Regions from separate parts of the Gossypium hirsutum genome. Here region 1 is linked to region 2. Evidence: chromatin contacts called from public Hi-C data. All regions are on one chromosome and are shown on one strand. Each heading gives the region's core, a stretch centred on a gene start, on an enhancer-like site or on the middle of the called end of the contact. The rest is flanking DNA. Distances are from core to core; before and after follow the strand shown.

Region 1 (7,167 bases), core at 3,951-6,450, 170 kb after region 2:
TGTCAGAGAGGCTGCTGGGCAAAGCCGACTACTTGCCAAGGTGACTGTTGTATTTTTCTCATTCAGTGTTGGCAGAACTCACAAACCAGCAACTGCTTGTTTTCTGGTGTTTGTTGATGAGTTGCTGCTTCAGCTAAAACTTAAAAGAACTGACTTTTCTGCTGTTTGTTTTCTGCTCTGGACAGTTCTTAAAGTCAATATAGTTTTGAATCACATAACTCTCCCAAATAATTAATTAAAAAAAGGGAATTATAAACCATGAGGTGTGGTGTGGTGGTTGCTCACGTCATCCCTTAACCATGAGGTCGGGGGTTTGATTCGCACACATGGGAATGGACCACATTTCAGGGCCAACCATTTACCTCTTTGGAGAGCACCCACGGCTATCAACTATTATTTAAGTTTTCACATTTTTAATATTATAAATTATTCATTATGCCCTTTCTTTGATTTTAAATCAATGCTCATTGCGTGTAGGGCGCTGTTGAGAGTTTACTGGAGCGTAGCACACATGTGCAACTTGCAGATGGATCTCTTGCTCCTATGGATGAACCTTGTAGGCAACTATTGCTTTCAAGACAAACAGAGATGAGTTCAAAGGGATTGCGATGCTTAGGATTGGCATATAAAGAGGACCTGGGAGAATTTTCAGACTACTATTCTGAGAATCATCCTGCTCATAAGAAGTTACTTGATCCAGCTTGCTACTGTTCCATTGAAAGTGACTTGGTTTTTGTAGGGGCTGTTGGTCTGAGGGTAAGCATATTATAACAGCTTTTGTTTCTCATTTTAGTTAATAAAATTTCAACTTAATGATTTCTGGAGATGTCATTTGCCATATCCATTTTATAGGATCCTCCACGAGATGAAGTTCACAAAGCAATTGAAGATTGTAAAAGAGCGGAGATTAGAGTTATGGTGATAACTGGAGATAATAAATCCACAGCTGAGGCTATCTGTCGTGAAATTAAATTGTTTTCTGATGGAGAGGATCTTAGAGGGAAGAGTTTTACTGGTAAAGAATTCATGGCTCTTTCCCCTTCCCAGCAAATCGAAACTTTGTCAAAGCCAGGGGGGAAGGTATTCTCTCGTGCTGAGCCTAGGCATAAGCAAGAAATTGTTAGGATGCTAAAAGAGATGGGGGAAATCGTCGCAATGACTGGAGATGGTGTGAATGATGCACCTGCTCTCAAACTGGCTGACATTGGAATTGCAATGGGCATAACTGGAACGGAGGTTAATATATTACCTTGTTTCTTATGCTTGGAATTGGAATCTTGATTCTTGTAGACTTTTAGAGGGAAGAGTTTTACTGGTAAAGAATTCATGGCTCTTTCCCCTTCCCAGCAAATCGAAACTTTGTCAAAGCCAGGGGGGAAGGTATTCTCTTGTGCTGAGCCTAGGCATAAGCAAGAAATTGTTAGGATGCTAAAAGAGATGGGGGAAATCGTCGCAATGACTGGAGATGGTGTGAATGATGCACCTGCTCTCAAACTGGCTGACATTGGAATTGCAATGGGCATAACTGGAACGGAGGTTAATATATTACCTTGTTTCTTATGCTTGGAATTGGAATCTTGATTCTTGTAGACTTTTAGATTAAACATGCTCATTGTTCAATGCTCCAGGTCGCCAAAGAAGCTTCTGATATGGTTTTGGCAGATGACAACTTTAGCACCATTGTTTCAGCTGTTGCTGAGGGTCGCTCAATTTATAATAATATGAAAGCTTTCATAAGGCATGTTGATTAGCTCTACTGATTTCCCTTGAACAATTAAGAAATGCCTTATTTATTCATTTAAAATTTCACAGGTACATGATATCATCCAATGTTGGAGAAGTAATATCCATATTCTTGACTGCTGCTTTGGGGTTACCAGAATGTATGATACCTGTGCAACTTTTATGGGTGAATTTGGTTACTGATGGTCCTCCTGCAACAGCTCTTGGGTTTAATCCTCCAGATATTGGCATAATGCGCAAGCCACCACGCAGAAGTGATGATGCTCTCATTAACTCTTGGGTCCTCTTCCGTTACTTGGTTAGTATTGATCCTTCCTCTTGGACTTCTCTGGGTAATATTGTGATATCTTTAAGCCTACTAAAAGGTAGGCAAGAAAAGTTAAGAAATCTTAAATGGTTAAGGAGAACCATCCTTCTTGACATAATATTATCTTTTATCTTGTATATTGAATATTGTTTTTCAATAATCTCTCTCTCTTTGATGGCATCACAATAGTTTTAATGCGTCCCAATTTCTTTTCCTTCTTGGAACAGTGTTCTCATGTCATTTACCAGTCAGCAAGCATCCATTGCAGTAGCGCTGATAGTCTTAGTGTTTTTTTTTTTTGACATTGTCAAGAGTTATAGAGGCTATTAACTACTTGTGCTATCTCAATGCAAAGATGCATGCATTTATCCATGAACCTATGTTTTTTAAATTAGGAAACCAGTAACCCTGAAATTGACTAATGTTTTGCATCTTGTTCAATTGCAGATAATAGGTTCATATGTGGGCATAGCAACTGTTGGCATCTTCATCTTGTGGTACACTCGGGCTTCTTTTATGGGTATCAACCTTGTGAGTGATGGGCACACACTAGTTGAACTGTCTCAGCTTCGTAACTAGGGAGAGTGCTCCACATGGTCAAATTTCACCGTGGCTCCATATATGGTTGGTGGAGGCCAACTGATCAGTTTCTCAAACCCATGCGACTACTTCACTGCTGGTAAAGTGAAGGCAATGACTCTGTCATTGTCGGTGTTAGTAGCTATTGAAATGTTCAATTCCCTGAACGCGCTTTCTGAAGACAGCAGCCTGCTTACGTTGCCACCTTGGAGGAACCCTTGGCTTTTGGCGGCCATGTCAGTCTCATTCGGACTTCATTGCCTTATACTCTACGTTCCATTCTTGGCAGATATATTCGCTGTTGCTCCATTGAGTTTGAATGAATGGTTCTTGGTGATTCTGGTCTCAGTACCCGTAATACTTATCGATGAGATTCTTAAATTTGTTGGAAGGGGTCAAAGATACAGAGTAAAGGAGAAAACAGCATAAAGCAGCATCAGGTTACAATTTGGTGAAGAGATTTACCAAAGGCTATACTGAAAGATGCAAGGGAAATACTGGTGCCATGTTAAATTGTATTCTTAGCTCATTTCTTTTTGGCCCATGTTTTGGCATCTAAAAGAAACGCAGTAGTAAAGTTTATTCGTTAACATTAACAAAATGATGCAGTTTAACTCCCCTAACTAGTCTTCCTTTCAAGTTGTATTTTTGGACAACCTGGAGAACATTGGGCTCCTACTGTTGAATATGTTAGTTCCATATGTTATTACACTGGATTCCATGAATGACTAATGCTTATTTTAATTTTTTGTCTAGTTTAATACATACTTTGGTGCTAGATAGCTGGTACCATCAAAAGTTTCAACCTTGAATAACCATGAAATAACTTGAATACGAGGTAAGAACTGAATCAAACAACCCACTGTTGCGAGTTTGGTTTCATGTCTTCATAATTCAGAGTTTGGGTTGAAGCTAAAAAGCTTAAATCATATTTTGTCTTTGAATTTTTTATATTTAAATTAACATTTTTGTCTCATTTCACTTCAAAAATTTCCCATGTTATCAAGAATGTGCCATGTTCTTATTAGAACTTTTATTAGAGTAAACCAGGATGAAAATAATATTTCAAATACTATAGTTGGGCCAAAAAAAAAAACAGATACTATAAGAGAAAAAGATAGATATAGTTCAGATACTTAAATTCTGCTGAAGGCAAACACATCTCTTGGTTACCAAAGCTCGTGAATCTGGTCCGTTTCGGCACACCTCTTTCTTCTCATTTAGGCCTATAAAACCCCTAAAAGGTATATGGGTAGCCCAAAACGATGAGATCAAAATCAAGAGCATACATTTTTACAAAAGTAACCAATTGTAGTCTGCCGTTTGTCCATTGTTTGAGGTATCTCCTAACCGGACCCAGCTCCAAAAGCGTCAAATCTTCACCCAGATTAGTGGCTTTGGAATCCTAAAGAAGCAACATTATTTGGACTACATATAACTGGTGGCCCCTCGTTCATTGTTTCAGGAGGATCTAGATCTCTTCATTTTCCTGTACCTTCATTTCTTACAATGCGACCATAACAATGTCGTTTGAATAGTACTAACAAATGCAATTATAGCTGATAAGCTTTGCACAAATAATAATAATGTAATAAACTGTTTTGGGTCGGAATTTTTTAGATGATAAATGCACATCCATTTAATTTTAGTAATTGATGCAAGAGAATTTCTGTCAGTGGGCAACAGGAAGAGAGGGGTCTTTTCTTTCATCATTTGTTCTTGGGAATCTACTGTGCTGAAGCTTTGTCGGTGCAAAACATTGGAAGGTCCACAAAGCCCAAAGTTTTTAGAACCTTCACTTCCTTTACGTTGCTTATTGCCATGCTTTAACTATGTACACATGGAATAATAATTTAGCACCCAAATTTAGTTGTATAAAATCGCAATGCTATCAGATGGACCATGACAGGATCTCAGCAAAATAATTCAAGACTAGAAGATCTGAAGCCTATTAAATTATTAAGCAGAGAAAAGGAACAAAAACCCCTCCCATATATTTTTTTTGGTACCTCGAATGTATTAAATTGGGATCAAGAAAATGGTTGGTTGATCTGCTACTGGCCCTACCCTCTCCTTCAATGCTAACTTGCTTACATGGCCTGGTTTTTTTCAGCTTGACCCCCATATTTGCTTTGATCATCTCAAGCACTCTTAATCATCTACACAACATGAGATGAGCCGTAGTTATGAAATGACAAGGATGCTTGGGAATTAAGCTACTAGTTACCCTAAACCAAGCTTTAAAAAATTTTCATTGATTAGGTTTTCAAGGAACAAGGCAAACACCTTTTGCATCAATTAACTTTTGCCAAAGCACTTTAACTAAGTGAGAACAGTTAGCTTTCATCCGGAGATGATGCCGGGAATTATGAGATCATTGTTAAGTGTGTCCAGTTTAAAAGATCCCAATACCCCATTAAGCAAAAATAAAGATTAATATAAATATGGCTTTTCTGCCGAGTGGTTAGCTTATGCTCCCTCCATCATTCTCTTTAAGTAAATTAATAATAAAAACAACGATCGTACACTCACTATAAGCCATTAATAGAGAGATAAGGACAGGACCGTATTGCCATAACTTTCTTTCTTATCAGTGAGTGGTGTGACTACAACCCTTGCATACCAGTCTTGTTTGATACATCTTTTTTATTTTCTTTTGCCCTTCCTCTGTCTCTTTACTTACTCCCACTGACCCTCCATCACTAGAGGCCAAGAACAATTCCAAATTGAAGCTTCCTATTTAATTATAAACACTAGCATCACTAGCAAGAGAAGGGGTCTGTGTCAGTTTTTTTGTTGGCTGTAGTGGTTGATAGGTAGTAAGAAGTGAGGAGTGAAAATGAATGAAGAGATGAATGGTGTTGAGGTCGAGAATCATCAAGAACATGCGCCTGAGAAAATAGATTACGTGTTCAAAGTGGTGGTGATCGGTGACTCGGCTGTTGGCAAGACTCAGATTCTGTCCAGGTTTACCAAGAACGAGTTTTGCTTTGATTCCAAGTCCACCATTGGGGTTGAGTTCCAGACCAGGACGGTTACCATTAAGAACAAAGTCATCAAAGCACAGATCTGGGATACGGCTGGCCAAGAAAGGTTAGCTTCTTTCCTCCTTTTTCCCTGTACCTGTAGTGTAGGATCTCTGACTTTGAGATTCTGTAACACAGATTTCTTTAAGTTAATACATATAATAATCAATCTGGTGAGTTGAGAGATGGCATTTTCAAATGCTCAAGAAAACATAATTTATCTTGGGATGAAATTTTACATTTGGGTCCGCACTTGTCCCGAATTTTAGATTGCTGTAATCTCATATAGTTGAATCTTTTAACGGGAATGGTGTGATTCACTAATTTTGTCTCTTGTTCAAGTAAACAAACAAAGGGCAAAAAGATATGTGGTTGCATCATGGTGAAAAATACGAAGGCTAATCGGATCACTTTTAGCAGGATTATAAATGAGAATGTGGATGGGATATTTAATTCAAGGGAAATTGATCGCCAAGTGAGGTCATCAGATTACCTACTCTACACTACTTAATAATTCAATTCATAATCTATTTGTTTCGGTGGTTTGGCCCGCCACTGGCCACACCACTAGGAATCTTGGGCTGCTTTTGACCAGTGAAAAACAAAGCTTAATTTCAGTCCAAAACTAGCTGGATTCCTTTGAATATAGCATCTTATCAAAATTAAAATGTGTGTTCACTACATTACATGCAAAGGAGCAGAAGAAGTTATTGCGGTCGGTGGATTAGCCATCTAATCATTAAACTAACTATTCTAATTCTTACCACACTTGTAGTTATAAAATAAAATAGTTAAAATTAATAATAAAATATCAGCTAAGCCAACAACTTATCCACTGCTACAAATCACATAATTTACGAATGATGGTTAAAATCTAAAATCCATAATGGAAAAAGTGTGAAACTATTCAGTTATTTTTGAAGCTAACGTTTTTACATTTCGCAATTGGGCAGGTACCGAGCTGTTACAAGTGCGTATTATAGAGGTGCCTTGGGGGCAATGCTAGTGTACGACATCACCAAGCGGCAGAGCTTCGATCACGTGGCCAGATGGGTGGAAGAACTACGTGCCCACGCCGACAATTCCATCGTCATCATGCTCATTGGGAACAAAGCTGATCTAGTGGACCTCAGAGCCGTTCCAACTGAAGACGCTGTTGAGTTCGCAGAGGATCAGGGCCTATTCTTCGCCGAGACGTCCGCTCTTAGCGGTGACAATGTGGATAAAGCTTTTTTCAAGCTGCTGGATGAGATTTACGGTCTGCTTTGTAAAAAATCCTTGGAATGTGGAAACGGAAAACTCAACGGTGCTGATCACGCCACCGCGTTGAAAGGATCTAAGATTGAGGTCATCGCTGGTCCTGATTTAGAAATAAGTGAGATGAAAAAATTATCTACCTGCTCTTGCTAATCTTCTTTTCATTTAAGGTAATGTTTGCTTTATTAACCTTATTTTATTTTATATTTTCTTTTGTGCTCTTGGGTTGTTTTTACATTTAAATCATATGGCATA
Region 2 (7,649 bases), core at 3,060-5,559:
TCTTTATTTCAGTGAATGTAGAATTTCGTAGGCTAATAATACATTACCCAATATTAGTCTTCCTAGCACAAAAACACTCTGTGCTTCATCAATGCATTTATCAATAACTCTTTAAAGTCTGTTTAGTATAGCCTTTGTCAATATTTTATAAATAACATTGCATAAGCTAATAGGTCGGATATGTGTCATATTAGAAGGGTTGGTGATTTTTGGGATAACCACAATGTGTGTTGAATTTGTTGGACTAACCTCTATATCTCCATTCAAAATGTGTAGACAAAAAGAAACAACATATTCCCCAATGATATCCAGGATCTTTGATAAAATATGGCTAGGAATTCGTCCTCATTTGGTGCCTTTGTAGATCCCATTTCGAACAATGCATCACGAATTTCCTCTCCAGTGTACGACGTTATAAGTTTTCTATTATCTTCCTCGTATACATAATGATCAATACCCGTAAGTAAGTGTTCGTAGATGATCGTATTCCCTGCTGTGAATAAATTCTGAAAATAAGCTCGTACAATACCCTTCATTTTCTAATATTCTTTCATTTCCCCTCCACTTTCATTTTGTAGCTTATTAATCTGGTTTCTCCGCTGCCTCTATGTTGCTTGGCTATGAAAAAAAGTTGTATTTCTATCACCAAATTTCAGCTAGTTCAATTTAGCCCTTTGTTCCTAGTAATATTCATCCTTTTCAATCTCAAAGTTTAGCTGAATCTTCATATCAATCATCTCAGCCAAATTCTTATCATCCCTTTCAGCTTCAACCAGTTCTGATAATTTTGCTGTTAAGAACTCATTTCTCCTCTTCTTGTTCATTTGTATTCGCCCAACCTATTTTTTCAAACCCTTTCTTAAGAATTCCAACTTTTACAAAAAATCCCCTGATGCCATTTCCCATATGTGTTTGACTTCATCAACAAAAGAGTCATTCAATGTCCACCAAGCTTCAAATTTAAAACTGTTTCCTTTTCGTCTTTCTTCTTCCATTTTTGTGACAACTAAAAGAGGACAATGATCTGAAAAGAAGGCACTAGATACTGAATTTTTGCCTCGGGAAACATTGACATCCATTTCGCATCGGCTACACCCCTATCCAGTCATTCTTGTATGTTTGTCTCTGGTAAATTTCCTCTTTCTCAAGTAAACCAAGAACCAGAAAACCCCAGATCATTTAATTGACATTCCTCTAATGTTTTTCGAAATAGTTCCGTTCTTCTTTCATCTCTAGGTAACCCTCCTTTTTTTTCAAACCCATATATAATTTCATTGAAATTTCCACATACAAACCAAGTGATATATTCATCATGATAAAGATTTTTCAAAACAGCCCATGAGTCTTCTCTATCTTGAGCATACGGGGTTTCATAGAAACCTATAAATCGCCACTTTCACTATCATGTCAATACGTTTTCTAGAAAAGTTCTGAAGTGTGATATAAGTGTCATTACGCCATGCCAAACATAATCCTCCTTTAGTTCCTTCTGAGCCAACATCGATACCATTTGCAAAGCCACAACTTCGTGGAACTCTTTCCATCTGTATTCTACAAAGCTTAGTCTCCATAAAGAAGACTAATTGGGGATTATAGACCTTAAGTGAATGCCGAAGTTTTCAAATTGTCCGTGAGCTCCCCAAACCACGGACATTCCAGCTTAGGATTTTCATTGCGTGCCCAATCTGCTTGCCTCTTGGCAGCCGCCGATGATAAATGATTTAGTTCTACCATTCTCCTATTTATTGACAATACCTTATTAATTTCATCTTTTTTTGGTAAGTCATCAATTTCACCTCTAGATCTCTTCTTCCCATCTTCTCTTATTAGTGCTGCATCATCCAGATCATAGTCCATCGTGGTATGGGCCTGATCTACCAATGTACTCACCATCCGTTGGCCAACAAAAGATGATCCCCCTTCCAAATTAAAACCAAGAACTGGATCCACAATTTTTTCGAATCGCTTTTTATTTTTTGCCTTCCACTGACTATTCTCTAAACTTCTATTATTTTGATATATTCCTCCCGCATTCCCCTCCCTTTCCTCATGTAGCCATATACTATTCATAGCCAAAACTCTTCGAGATTGAGCTCACAAAGATAAATCCCAGCCCATTTCAGCAACTTCCATCCCGAGTGTCATCTTTGTTTCACAAAAAGAGTCACTATGGCCCAATGTTCCACAATTGAAATAGAATAATGATAATCTCTCCTATTTAAAACTGACATATGAATGCCTTACACGGTACCAAATCTGTTTTCTTCTTTTCAAAGGATGCCTTACATAAATTTGAATTCTTATTCTCATGAAATTTTTATTCTCTTTTCCCATATTTGATCCATCATATTCTAGAAAATCTCCTAAAAAATCACCTAGTTGCATCGCCAAATTTTCAGAAAATAGACCAATACGAACATCGTGGATCTGTACCCAGAAAGGTGTGAAGACTAAAGGCACTTGTAATGGATCCTCCCCCCATTGTAGTTTGTAAAAAACCAGCAGATGATTATTAAAGGTCTAAGGAAATCCCTTAATAAGCCTTTCCAAGTCCGTAATTTGAACAAATTGAAACAAATACCTTTTCTCCCCCAGATATAGGATTTGAATTCCTCTAATAAGATGCCATAGATTCGCCAAAGTACTCTTCATTGCTAGAAAGTGGATAATTCTGGCTGTCAATAAACAACCCACAAGTTGAAAAATCTCCCCCACTCTTTACCTTTTCAGATCTATTTGTATTTGAATAATTTCATTTTTTTCTTCATTAATCAACAGTTGAGCTAATTCGTTTTCCATCGATGCAGGTGCAGATCTCGATCTTGGCTATCCTTCTTCATATTGTAGGAGACCAATATGCAAGGTGTGCCGATTTCAAACAACAGAAACCTAATAAAAAAACCTAAAACTCTTGCCAGAGACGACAGACAATAATAATATTTTTTTTTCTTTAATACGCCTATATCAAGAACTTCATCAACAGCTAATTGCAATCTTAAGTCGTAAAACATGTACTTTTAAAATAATAAAATCTTAAGTTGAACCAAATTAAAAGATAACAAAATATTACAAGTATTGTTTAAAATCTCTAAAAATTTAGATTAAAAATAATATTAAAATAGAAAACTAAAAGGTTCCGATGAAAGAACCCACGGAGTGCGAAGGAAGTGGTGAAGGTAAACCAGTGATTACAGCAACAAAGAAGGTCCGACTGTGTGATTGTGAGGAGAATCGAGATGTCGATATAAAAACAACAAAAGAAACAAGGAAGCCCCTCTATTAGAAAGATCGTCTGATGGGCTCAGGACTTTACCAGAATAAGAAACCAATTAATGGGGCAAAAGTAGAAGAAAATGAAGACTTTGAGTTCTTGACAGATGATGTGGAACGCTCAATAATCAATGGCATCCCATCGATCAATTTCTCGGATCGAATTACCCAAATCCTCATCAAGCACAAGCAACTCACAGTAGTCATTAAACTGCTGGGGAGAAATATAGGTTATAATGGATTACAAAACAAGATAACTGCGCTCTGGAAACCCTTTCAGCCCTTCAATCTAATGGATGTGGAGAACGGGTACTTTTTGGCGAAACTCAAGAATCTAGAAGATTATGAGAGAGTTTTCTGTCAAAGGCCGTGGGTAGTCTTTGGGTAGTACTTAACCGTTCAGCCATGGTTTGTCGACTTTAACCAATTTAGCTATATCCTAGTACAGTTATGGCATGGATCTGACTCCCTGGTCTTCCTGGGCACATGTATAAAAGGCAAGTTGTACGGAAAATTGGGGCCACTATAGGAAAAGTCACAAAATTATATTTTAACACTGACAATGGTGTAAGAGGGAGGTTCGCAAGAATGGCTGTGTTCGTTGACCTGGATAAGCCCTTGATTTCACAGGTCCTTGTTAATAGAGTATCTTAAAGAATTGAGTATAAGCACCTTCCAACGGCCTACTTCCAGTGCGGGCATTATGGGCACATAAAGGAAATTTTCCCTAAAAATGAGATCGGGGTGGAAGGAGTTGGCGAAGGGAACTTACCTGATAGAATAAGCTAGGGACCTGACAAGGGGGATAACAAAAGAGGAAACACTGTCCAAGGGACGTATGGACCCTAGATGCTTGTTGAAAAGAAGTCAAGAAGGACCGAAAGAATATGACGAAAATGAGTCGAAGACGACGCAGCTGGCAGAGCAAGGACATCAAGATTTCAGGTCTTGGAAAACCTAGAAAACGATGGGCCCCCTAGTGCCCATGAAGAGGGAAGTGCAATGTTTGTTGAACGAGCCCGTCCAGGCTCGCTCCATCTGAGACCAGGGAGAGAGGATGGGCCTACGAATACAGACCAAAATGCACAGCATATTGATGGGCTGAAGTTAGGGAAATCAATTGGTGATTCTTCTTGGGCCAACACTACGTTGGGTGAAAAGATCAACAAATCTAACCCACAACAACAAATTTTGACTATTAGAAATAAAAAATCCATAAACAAAGCTCCACAAAGTCTAGGCTATCAACAATTTTTTGAAGTAAGAGTATGACTAGTCGGGATAACACAAAATGGAGCCAGTAATACAAATGCTCCAATTTTACCTCATCCAAAAACGGATGCAGGGCTTTATGAACCTCAAGCTAGCAACACTGAACCAAGTCCACCGAAAGGGACAGTTAGGGTACCAAACAAAGGAACTTTCGAAGAACACCCTGCCCCACCAAACCTTCAAATGGCGCAAGAAATTATGAAAGCCTCAACAGAAGGTATTCTCGATGCCTCGAAGCATTTTGTCGTTCTCTTTGAAGAAGACAATCAATCTATAAATAAGGGCCTTTCTTAGAAGAAAAGAGGAAAATTAGGAACCCACCAAGTCGTACTACCAGCAGCACGAGGTATTACGAAAATAGAAAACACTCGGAAAGGGAAAAACCTCAAAGTCAACAAAGAGAAAGGTAACCCTTTTAAGGTTTCTCCTTCAAAAAATCTATTATCCGAATCAATCAGTAGTATGGTTGAATTATTACAAACCCAAGTCCAGCAATGTCTGGTAAATGAAGTCTCTGCAGGGACAGGAAGAAAAACAAGAGATAACATAGAGATGAAACAGTAATTTAATAACCTCGATTCAACACTCATTTATCTCTATTTATATTAATGAGTTCTAGAATCTCAATTTTCTCGTGGAATTGCCAAGGTTGTGCAAATGAAAAATCTCCTCGTACTTTTAGAGAATATAACATGGAACATAAGCCGGATATTGTGAGCTTACTAGAACCACGAGTTAGTGGCTGCAAAGCTGATAAAGTAATTGCAAAAATAAGATTTCAGTATTTACATCGTGTTGAAGCTAGAGCATTCTCAAGGGAATATAGCTCGACTGGAATTCCTTTGTTAACCTTGAAATTCTCTGAAATCATCATTAATTCATTTTCACACGTGTTTCTTATGGAGTTCCCACCCAAGCAATTCTTGTAGTTTTCGTATACGAAAGCCCAAATAAAACGAAGATGACGCTTTTGTGGGAAGTTTTAGAATAGACTATCCCTTCAACCAACATCCCCTAGTTGGCAGTCGGTGATTTTAACTCTATCTTGTCCAAATATGAGAAGAAAGGAGGGCTATCTGATAGGAAACATTGCCCTCTTTTCAGAAGCTTCGTGGACAATAATGATTTACACGATCTAAGCTTCCAAGGACCTACCTTTACATGGCAAATAGGAGGGGTATTTGAAAGACTAGATCATGCAATTGGTAACATATCCTGGATCTGTTCCTTCCCAAAGTGCCTAGTCATACACCTAATGAGGATTAAATCTAACAATCGACCTCTCCTAGTAGATTTATGCCCTGACCTCGAAGTAGCTAAAGGAAGACCCTTTCACTTCATAGCTGGATGGGTTCACCATCAAAATTTTTCCAACGCTATTTTTAATCTATGGAAATATAATGGGGACATGGCATCAACTCTAAAACAACTCACCTCAGGGCTAAAAGAGTGGAATACAAAATTTTTTGGGCACATTGGAACTCAGAAACGAGACATAACAAAAAACCTAAGCAAGATACAACATATACTTGAGAGGACAAATTCAACATTTCTAATACAAAAAGAAATGGATTTAAGAAAAGAGATGGAAGACATTTTTAATCAAGAAGAGTTACTATAGAAGCAAAAATCAAGATGTGACTGGCTCAAAATGGGAGACAAAAACACAAAATTCTTTCACAGTCGAACGCTTTACAGACGAAAGACTAATCGCATCGATGCCTTACGCAACGCAAATGGAGAATGGCTTTTTGAACTCAATGAAGTCCAAGCAGAAACAATACAATTCTTTCAAAAGCTCTATGGAGAAGAACCTGATAAAAGAAGCATCTTGTCGCCAAGTCACTTTCCCCACTTGGATCAAGTCGACGTTCATTTTCTCGAAAAAGATGTATCAAATGAAGAAATCAAAATAGCAATTTTTGATATGGCCCCCATAAAAGCACCAGGAAGTGATGGATACCACGCCTATTTTTTCCAGTCTTAGTGGGACAATATTGGCATCGCAGACTGTGAATGGGTTAAGGGTATATTTAGAGGATGACCCACAAAGCCTAAATTAAATAACACACTTATAGTGCTTATCCCAAAAATTGTCCAACATGAGGAGATCTTCCAGTTGAGACCCATCAGTCTTTGCTCAGTCCTTTATAAGCTAGTCATGAAAGTCATTGCTAATAGGTTTAAGATAGTTTTCCCAAAAATTATCTCACAAGAACATGCGGGATTCATTGCAGGAAGAAAAATCTTTGACAATGTCATCATCGCTCAGGAAGTGATACATTCTATGCGAGGAAAAAGTAAGAAATGGATAACAGTCAAAATTGATCTGGAAAAAGCTTATGATAGAGTTTGATGGGACTTTATTGACAAGTCTATTCAGGCGGCATGAATCCCAGACTTTTTACGGAACGTTATTATGTTAACTATTTCGACATCTACTATGCAGATCCTATGGAATGGGGTACCCACAGAAAAATTTTGACCAACAAGAGGAATTAGGCAATGATGCCCTTTACCACATTATCTTTTTGTGCTCTATATGGAATGGCTAGGTGTAAAGCCCAATTTTTTCTCGTGCCCACTAAAACCCAAACCAAATGAAACCGAAATTACAATTAATACCCAACTACCCCAAAACCCAAACAAACCTAATTACAAAACCCAACAAAGCAAGGCCCAAATAATAAAAACTCTAGCCCAATACAGCCTAAACCTATTTTCAGAAAAAGACAAAACCCTAGCCACCTAGTACCGCCCTTAGCCTCTACCGATGTTAGCACCGTCTCTGCCACCACCCCTGTCACGTCGGTCACCGCCCTTCATTTGCACCGCCAACTGCAGCAGAAGTGACAATAAACATAAAATATTTTGAGTTAAAACTTTGTAAAAGGCTATAAAAGCCATCAAAACACAAAAATGGAGGGGTCTTTTTTTTTTGAGAATCAATACAAAAAACAATAGATTTTCAAATACAACACAAAGAGTGAATATAAAAAAAAGAGAGGAAGAAAATCAAAAATAAAAATCCAGTCAGTAACTCAAGAGATGATTTCATTTTTTTATTTTATTTTATTTCTCATTCTTCAAAATCTTTTTTTCTTTTA

The links. A called contact is a pair of places that touch in the nucleus more often than the background predicts.
Region 1: a contact with region 2 is called in a Hi-C map of leaf, with 2.2 times the contacts expected there. The contact joins the promoter of LOC107922897 here to the enhancer-like site in region 2. A contact is called at or near these places in 2 of 34 Hi-C or Micro-C datasets (hypocotyl and leaf).

Annotation. Positions count from the first base shown.
Region 1 is chrA11:10,060,485-10,067,651 of Gossypium_hirsutum_v2.1, forward strand. LOC107922897 (ras-related protein RABA3) reads left to right here and starts at 5,201. Exons shown (of 2, transcript XM_016853103.2): 1 at 5,201-5,722; 2 at 6,609-7,167. The coding sequence starts at 5,469. The coding sequence ends at 7,065. It also overlaps the pseudogene LOC107924796.
Region 2 is chrA11:9,894,797-9,902,445 of Gossypium_hirsutum_v2.1, forward strand. No RefSeq gene overlaps it. Among protein-coding and RNA genes, the nearest start is that of LOC121210414, 7.9 kb to the left of the region's middle. Within about 2 kb of position 4,310, at least 9 of the 9 cell types and tissues checked have an H3K27ac peak or open chromatin away from gene starts, as enhancers often do. A contact at or near this core is called in hypocotyl and leaf, where this site is marked.